Linked DNA regions of Gossypium raimondii: region 1 is linked to region 2. A link is a contact called in public Hi-C data. All regions are on one chromosome and are shown on one strand. Each heading gives the region's core, a stretch centred on a gene start, on an enhancer-like site or on the middle of the called end of the contact. The rest is flanking DNA. Distances are from core to core; before and after follow the strand shown. Region 1 holds the start of LOC105774299 (probable serine/threonine-protein kinase At1g54610). Region 2 overlaps LOC105773802.

Evidence for each region. Hi-C and Micro-C count contacts between places; a contact is called where the count stands out from the background.
Region 1: a contact with region 2 is called in a Hi-C map of leaf, with 2.2 times the contacts expected there. The contact joins the promoter of LOC105774299 here to the enhancer-like site in region 2. A contact is called at or near these places in 2 of 2 Hi-C or Micro-C datasets (both in leaf).

Annotation. Positions count from the first base shown.
Region 1 is chr6:29,069,224-29,073,816 of ASM2569854v1, forward strand. It overlaps LOC105774299 (probable serine/threonine-protein kinase At1g54610), which reads right to left and starts at 1,518. Exons shown (of 7, transcript XM_012596745.2): 1 at 883-1,518; 2 at 153-437; 3 at 1-62. The coding sequence starts at 1,257. LOC105774300 (a long non-coding RNA gene) reads left to right here and starts at 1,516. Exons shown (of 2, transcript XR_008197125.1): 1 at 1,516-2,107; 2 at 3,421-4,012.
Region 2 is chr6:28,737,034-28,741,356 of ASM2569854v1, forward strand. It overlaps LOC105773802, which reads left to right. Exons shown (of 10, transcript XM_052632387.1): 10 at 651-925. Among protein-coding and RNA genes, the nearest start is that of LOC105773802, 13 kb to the left of the region's middle. Within about 2 kb of position 1,913, the one cell type or tissue checked has open chromatin away from gene starts, as enhancers often do. A contact at or near this core is called in leaf, where this site is marked.

The DNA of each region.
Region 1 (4,593 bases), core at 268-2,767, 330 kb after region 2:
AAAATGCCCCTCTCGTGGCAGTGTTGCAAACCCGAAAGCAGCTGATGCATGTAACATTTTATCTGCACCAAGGATTCAAGATAGAAACTGATTGAACTAGTGTCTCCAATTCCTGAAGTCCCAGAAAGAGTAAAGAGGCAAAGAAATCCAACCTGTGGCTCAGTAAGCCTTTCCTCAGGACGAAACATGATTCTTGCCAGATCCGAATGCATGAAGTCAAAAACTAGATAAAGACTATATTGCATTCTTGATGTTGCCAATCCCTCAAGCTTCACTACATTGGGATGATCCAACTTCTGTAATATCATTATCTCTCGTGCCATAAATTTCACACTCTCAGGTTCTGATGTGTCAAAACGGACCTTCTTCAAGGCAACTATCTTTCCAGTTACCTTATCTCGAGCTTTATACACATTGCTGTAGGTACCCTGGCCTATCTATAACCAAACAACATAAAGAAATTTTACATCATTTGCATTTCTTACCATATAAGTTTATAATGTTTTAAGTTGCATCAGTTACTCACGGAATCAAAGACGATAATGATGACCATAATAATAATATAATGAGAGCAACTCAGAAGATCCTAATACAACCAACTTGGCCTTGTCAAGTTGAGATTGTTCAACATTCTCACCAAGGTTGGAGCAGAGAAGGATAGCATCAAAGATAGTAGTGATTGCTTTTTCTTTCCATCACTTTCTTGGCAACCAAATGATGTCAGCCAAGGAATTTCATATTAAACAAAAGGACATACGTTTTCAGATTGTAAACAAGTTATTGAAAATCCAAATTCTACTTATTACAGTTATTTGATAGTCAGCCAGCCATTGTTACCAGAGTAATTAGATGTAACATCAAAGTTCAGACTCAGAGATTTACCTTATCAAGCTTATCATACGACTCGGCACTTTTTGGAACCAAACCAGCCAAAACCTCTTTAGGGATATTGTCAATTAGCCATTTAGGCCATCCGTCAACCATTTCATCTCCAGCAACCAAAACATTTCTCCTTTCAACAGTTTCATTGCTACTCTCTTTTTCTTTACCGGCAACAACACCATCAGCACTACCAAATCCATTAAGCTTTTTTGGCGGTTCGGGCCTATGAACCCGATCTGGATCAGTATACCTCTGACCAGTCGACCTTCTATGAGCGGCAAATGCTCCTTTTCCTTTATACCCATTTTCCATTTTTAGCTTCTCTAAGCCCCTAGGTGGTGATTTCATTGGGTTCTTGCCTTGAACACAACCCATTTCTTTGTTTCAGCAACCAAAAAGGCTTCTCCTTCTTGATGGTTTAATAATGAGAAACAAAGTAGAGAAAAGGCCAAGAAGAAGAGAATAAAAAGGGAAAAGATGACACTTGGAAGAGTTTAAAGAAGGAAAAGAAGGAAATAGAAGAAGAAGAAGGTGACAAAAATGGCCGTCCTAAGCCGGCATTGTTGGAAGTTTGCTGTATGGGTGAAACCAAAAGGATCTCTTCTTTTCTTTTCCTTTTTTTGTTTCATTCGAATATTTCCTTTCGGAATTCCTTTTTGTCTCGCTTTTGCCGCTCATTGAGACAAAAATAGTGAAACTTGAAACCCCCATTCATGGAATTGCCAAATGTATTTATCATAACTGTTTAAGGCGGGAGACAAATAGTTGAAACTTGAAAGCTCAAGTGTTGCTACTGGAATGAGTGAACCAATGCATTTTGCCACCTGGAAGATGCAAGGTCACGTGACAAATTGAACTTAAATGGATCTTGATCATGGAATCTACAGCAAAACTGTCCAATAGGGTTTTGCCATGTCATGTCATGACTATGGGGACCACAGAAAGGGTGCCAACCATCTTATCTGGATGACTTGTCAATCGGCAGCTGCTATAGCTGTTGGGGGAAGGGAGGATACAGATTTCTCTCTCACCTGCACTGCTGCAGCTGTTATTACTACCCTGAGCTCCTCTATAATGTCCAAGCCAAAAGAAATTTATGCTTTGTTGTGCCTCGTCTTTCTCTCCTCCTTTACTTGTTGAAGCTTGTATGCCTCACCTTAACCTTTGCTTGGGGACATTCAGGCCTTGGGCTTCTAGGACAACGACTTTTCTTTCTTCCAGGCACGTCTTTTTTTCCTTTATTTTCTTTTTAATGGTTTTGGGTTCTGAGCATTTTCTTTGTTTTAGCCAAAAATTGAGCACTTGAATTTGTTTGCTTGGTTTATTTAACTTTTAGGGTATCATTTTAAAGCTTTTTCCTTCGGCTGCGTCAAACAAGGGAAAGAATCATATGGGTCCAATCCAAGATTCTTAGGTTAGGTTCTTTATTGGCTTGGCTGAGATATTTGCAGCAGTGTAAAAGGGAGTTCATGATAATAATAGGTTTTGTTGGTTCTAATCAATGAATTAGTGGAACAATAATTAAGGATGATTCTTTATCTCTTCTTTCTTAGTGGAATAGCAGCAACAACAACATCAGCCAGTTCCAAAATATAGAAAATAGAAAATCATCAACATCCAACATCAAAACAACAGAACTTATCCAGTAAGACTCTAAGAACAACAGAGACTATTGCTCCTAGTATAGATAGCTAGCTGAGGGGAGATGCAAATCCTTAGTTGAACAGCCTCCTTAATAGTGCAACAACAGTAGAAGCACTGAAAATAAGTGTGAGCTGTCCTGAATTATTGTTACTTAAAAGTTAAAAAGTAATCATGAAAATGCATGTGATATATTAGTAATGTTTAGGTTGAGTACGTATCTGATTTCCCAAGCGAATTTCCTTGTTGAAAAGCAGTTTGATGGTTTGCTCTTGTTAAAACCAATTCTGGAAATGTCTGGCATTTACATTCCTTGTGTTTCATACCACCCTTGACTCCATCAGAGCCAGATGCTAGAACTTGAGTATTATGAGCTTATATGCATTTCCTGGTGTCAGTTGAAGAAGCTGATATCTGCAGCAAATACCATTTCTATAACTCAAGCTGGTTATTCTATCTTCTTTTGGCGATTATATGTCAGCTCAGGAAGCTTCTGTTACTATCCTAATCCTATAGTCCCTTGTCAAAACTAAGGTGTCTCATATACATTCATACACTTCACTTTTTCCTAAAATAAGGTGTTTCAGTAGGATAGATTTTTAAGGCTCAAGAAGTATATCTGATCTTTATGACAGAATTTGAGGTATCAATGTTTGAATTTGCATTTGTGAGTTAATCAATGCAGGCAAAGAGAAGTCTGAGTGACAGTAACCTAACCCTGGGCTAACCTTATTGGATAGACATCAACAAGTAAAGGATTCAACCTTGATCTTTACCTTATAATCTTCTACATGCAACATGAATTATGGAATATTGAGCTATTCGAGAAACTTAATTTGGTGAACTTTTTATATTGTTTTACCACTATGTTAGAATTTTGCTTGTTACTGCAGCAAGCTGAGTTACTTAAGATGTGTAATTATCAACCATGGGAAGATGATTCACCTTCAAGTGAAGATCATGAACCAAGGACCAGAAATGTCACAAACACTGTGGCAACTGGATGGCATCCATGGGAAACCAGAATAGCAATGTTAGAGGCACGGATAGCAAGGATTGAGGTTCGACTTGACGGTCTTGAAACAAGGATGTTTTATCAGCAGAAGGCACTGCGGATCATATCTTTGCTGTTTTTGGTTACTCTTGCATATGCCATATGGAAATGAATGTGAGGGATGATAAAACTGTTGAAGCTGTAATGTTGTACAGCTCTACTTAGATGTGGACTTAGCTCGCCATCTCATGTGACGCGATTTTTGCACTGCAGAAGTCAAACAGAAGCTAACAAGGAGGAAACAAGCTACTTAAATTTTGTCAACTTGTTGTTCTTTGTCTGTCTACAGATGATTGTCACAACCATGTTTTGTTGGTCTTTATGATATATCATCACTATGATTTTCCAATTTTTCTCCTTTTTCCATTTTCTAGTATGAAATCCTTTTTGTCAAAACAATTATTTAAGCAATTGTTAGAATATATGTTCATCACATATATATTGTAAGAATAATTACATATTATTATTTACTATCATAAAAGATTAGCCCAAATTAAAACTAATCCAATTTGGTTGTATTAAGATTTAGCTATTAAATAAAGTATGTGTCAAGATCTTAGTAACTAATTTCTAATTGATGATATGTTTATTAGAAATTAGAGTTAGTGCAAAAGCTATATATATTAAGGTTATAGTCTCCAAATTACACATATACGTAACTTTTCTAATATATCATCTTTAGAAAACAGAAAGTCATATTCTTTTAATTACTTGTGTGCTAATTTGGAATATCAAAACGACAAGATCGAAGATTCCAAGAAATCAATAAATTCAAATATGTTTTCGCATTTTTGTTCTTGATGATTTGACATGATAGATCCTGGTTAATAAAATTTTATATTAGATTTTATTTTCGGTTCTGACAAGTGGCATCTGAGCCTCATCATGTCAAATCATTGAAAAAGAATTGATTTTTTTATGTTTTTTTTTTTGAATTAATTTGTTCTGAATTTGGTGTTTTGATCATACATGATACACCTAATAAATCTTTTAGATTTAAAACTTTTAGGGTTTTA
Region 2 (4,323 bases), core at 663-3,162:
TGTTAATTTGGGTTAGGTTGAGAATTTGTTCTAGTTTGAGTCCTTAGAGACTAAAGATGCTAAAAAGTTTTCTTTCCTAGGGGAGAGCAGTTGCTTTGGTTCAAAAGATAAAACCGACTTAACGGACCTTTTCAGGCTTGTAACGAACTAGCTGACTGATTTTGGTGATAACTCGCATAACCAACCAATTTGGCTAGGTTGGCTATATATAGGTAATTGGGTTGACTTTGGGTTGAATATTTTTTATTTAAAAATAATGCATCTGTTATATGTTTGTTGATTCCGTCGGCTTGGTTATATATTTCATGAACTAAAAGCGAACTGACATGACCAAACCGACTAAACTAAGTCGGTTTAACCGACTTTTTGTCAGCCCTCGTCTTTCCTGACTGCATTTGATGCTTCAAACTATAAAATGTACAATAAAAAAGGGAAGTAAACATTGGGAAAGAAAGCAGAAATCCCAGTTAAGGACTTCAAATTCTTCTTAGCAATAGATTTCTTTGTAGGTTTTTGGTATTTATCCTGTTAATGCAAGTCAGTATACTCCTTAAATTAGATTGGTTTCCAAGTATGTATTTACATTTTTCTGTTATTTGGTTGTTTGTTTATGTATGAGAACATAAGAATTTTGCTATTTCTTTTGATAGGGCAGAACACAGGTATGAGAGCCTATAACGGTGAGTAGTGTAACAAAGAAGTTGATGTGGAGAAGATTTCGTGCTGGTTTAGTATGATTTTCAAACAGCCAACAAGGCATGGAAACTTGTTTTTCATTAGTTAAATATAGGTTGATATGTAGACATCAATCAACTCAGGTTTCCTGATATTTACAATTCAAATAAGCATTCTCAGATTTTAAACAACTTGGATGCACAAAATTATTCTGTTAATGATCTAGATGTGAAACATGTTTCAGTTTTTATTTGTTACTACATCATGCCCCTTGCTATGCTTGGGGAAATTCGAATCATATTTTGAATATATATAAATAATGTGATTTGATTCTCAAATAAATGAATTTGGAGATAAAATTAAACGACGATGATGCAAACATATAATAAACTAACACATGCCATAAAATAATATGAAAATCAATTAAAATATTCAATGTTGCAAAACTTATTATAGATACACGGTTAACTAGCACAATTTTTAAATCAATTCATAATAATTTGTTATACATTATTAACACCTTCGGTGAGTTAAATGTATTGTGTGATGGTTGAATAAAACTAAAATAAGAGAAGATTGGAAAATATATCTAGTATGAATGAATACTTTGTATTCAATGTTATCCCTGTTTTACACTATAGTAATGGTATTTATAGAGTACATGAGTAACTACTATTGCTAACAGCTTAACTGTTGAAATAACAAACTAATAGCTAATAGATTTAGCACAATAACAGAATTTAGCTAGCAAATTTCTAATCCATATTCTTATCCATATTCTTAACATTCACCCAACTTTTCGAGAGGCAAAACTCTAAGAAGACCCCGAAATCGATCAAAATACGAGACAGAGAGGTTTGGTAAGAATGTCAGCAACCAGTTCACAGGCAGGAACCTCAACAATGATAACAGAACCATTGGCTACCGTTTCGCGACCAAAAATAAATCAAGCTCGACATGTTTGAATTTAGAATGTAAAACATGATTAGCTGCAACGACAACTGCACTAGAATTGTCACACCAAATGGCAGGTGGATCAAAACTCTGAAGGTGTAACTCTCGTAGCAAAGAGACTAACCAAGCGGCATCACTGGTAGCTGCAGCAAGACTCCGATATTCAAACTCAGTCGTAGATCGTGAAACAACCAGCTATTTCTTGGGACACCAGGAGACAGGTGTGTGACCAAAATACACACAGTAGCCCGTCGTAGAGCATCGATCATCAAAATCCAGCCCCTAGTTAGCATCCGCATAACCAACTAAAGAAAGCCGTTCAGATGGACGAAAAACAATCCCATAATCGATTGTACCACACAAATATTGCATGATTCGTTTTAATGCTACCAGATGAACAGCAGTAGGTGCATGCATGAACTGGCAGATACGATTTACCGCATAAGCAATATCAGGACGAGTTAGAACCACAAAAACCACATACTGTAAAGCACTTGCAAGACTTTTGTATTCGGTAGGATCATACAGACGTTCGCCGTCATCCTTGGAAAGAGTAGACGAGCTAGCCATTGGAGTATGAACTTTCTTAGCACGCGACATAGAACTCCTGTCAAGTAGATCGTGAATGTATTTTTTCTGACAGAGATGAAGACACCCGTTTGACGAACGAGTAACCTCAATCCCTAGAAAATAATGGAGATCACCCATATCTTTAAGTGAAAACTTACCATTCAGCTGCTGAACAAAACTACTTATACAATCAGGCACATTTCCGGTAATAATAATGTCATCCACATATACAAGCACGTAGAGAGTGAAGCTAGTCGTAACTCGAACAAACAAAGACACATCAGATTTAGATACAACAAAGCCAACAGAAAGAACAAAAGTCTTCAATTTATCAAACCAAGCACGCGGAGCCTGATGAAGCCCATATAAAGCTTTCTTCAAACGACAAACCAAAGGTTTGCTACTTGAATCACATTAGACATACCCTGGAGGCTGCTGCATGAACACCTCATCAAGAAGATCACCATTCAAAAAAGCATTGTTTACATCGACTTGACGGAGCTGCCATCCTTTTGAGACTGCAATGGACAGAATAACTCAAATAGTAGCAGGTTTTACCACTGGAGTGAATGTCTCTTGGAAATCATACCCAGATACCTGAGAACATTCTTTTGCGACTAATCGAGCCTTGCGACGGGCAGTAGTGCCATCAAGATTTTTCTTGACTTTGAAAAGCCATTTACACCCAATTGCCAATGAACAAGATCCCAGGTGAAATTATTAATAAGAGCATCATATTTAGCTTGAGCAACAACACGCCATTCTGTAGTAGAAAAAGCCTCCTCAATCATGCGAGGCTCAATAGCCTCAACAGACAAAACCTTGGGCTTAAAAATGCCAGCTTTAAACCGAGTAACCATCGCATGAGTATTCGTCGGAAGCAGAGAAGATGATGGAGAGAAAGATGGAGTACTAGTGGTAGGTGGAAACACGAAAATTTACACATTTTTACATACTCTTTTTAACTTAAAATCATACAGTTTTGATAAAATTCTTGTTGAAAAAATAATTAATTTTTACAAAATAATTAAAGTGCACTTCAAATATGAACATGTTGAATTTTAGTTAATTTTATAATTAATTTTGATGAATTTTGGTTATTTTCGACAGATTTGCACAAAGGGCGAAAAATGGCACGGCACACACTGCTAGAAGCGTAAAACCGAGAAGCAATTTGAAGTATCGAGGCGAACTAAAATTCAGCCTAAGATGGTGCAAAATTATATGTATTAATTCATAATATAATTAATTTTAATTTATATATAATTTAATTTGGGTTAATAAATTATTATTATTTAATTATGAAAAAGTGGTCCAGTTGAACTGAATCGAGTGAACCGAACCGACCAAGAAATGGACAGCCCAAAAACCGTCCCAAGAGCTGACCCAAATCAGCTTATTAGCTTATTATTTAAGCTTGCAAAGAGGCCTTTGAAGACTTGTTCAAGTTGCATTCAAACCCCTCCACAATTGGTGGCTTTATAGATTTGCCCTAAGCCTAAATTAGCAAAGTTGAAACTATCAACCTTGCCACATGTGTGGCCGGCCAAGGAAGGGCTTTTTGGCTGATAATTTTAGCTATTTTTAGCATCCCTCCTCAGCTATAAAAACCCCCTTAGGCTGGTCATTTTAGAAACACACCTCAAGCATTCACATATTTCCTCTATTCTCTCCACTTTCTCTCTTATTTTCCATTCCAAAATTCCCTTGCTCTCTTGCCAATTTCGAGTTGAAGCCAGTCATGTTCTAGATGCTTCAGACAGTGCTCTCTTGCGAATTTCTCCTCTTGGGAAAGGGGCATTCATCAGCTGTTTGCAGCAGCAATTAAGTGTTCATAGTAGCCTTGGTCGACGAAGACAACGGAGAAGAAAGAACAGAGCAAATAGTCAAGCCACGAAAAAACACCAGATTTGATTCTTGTTCCCTATCTTTTTAATTTTTGTTGTTGTCATGCTGAACATATCTATGAATATTTATGTTGTTGGAATCGTTAATTTAATCAATTTAGCTTGAATTTAATTCGTGTTGGGTTGATTGCATTTCGTTTGTTAAAATTATTAAACTTGTGTTATGTTGTTATAGGCCTCGATAAGATGCTTGATTAAGTAAAATCATGACTAAGTT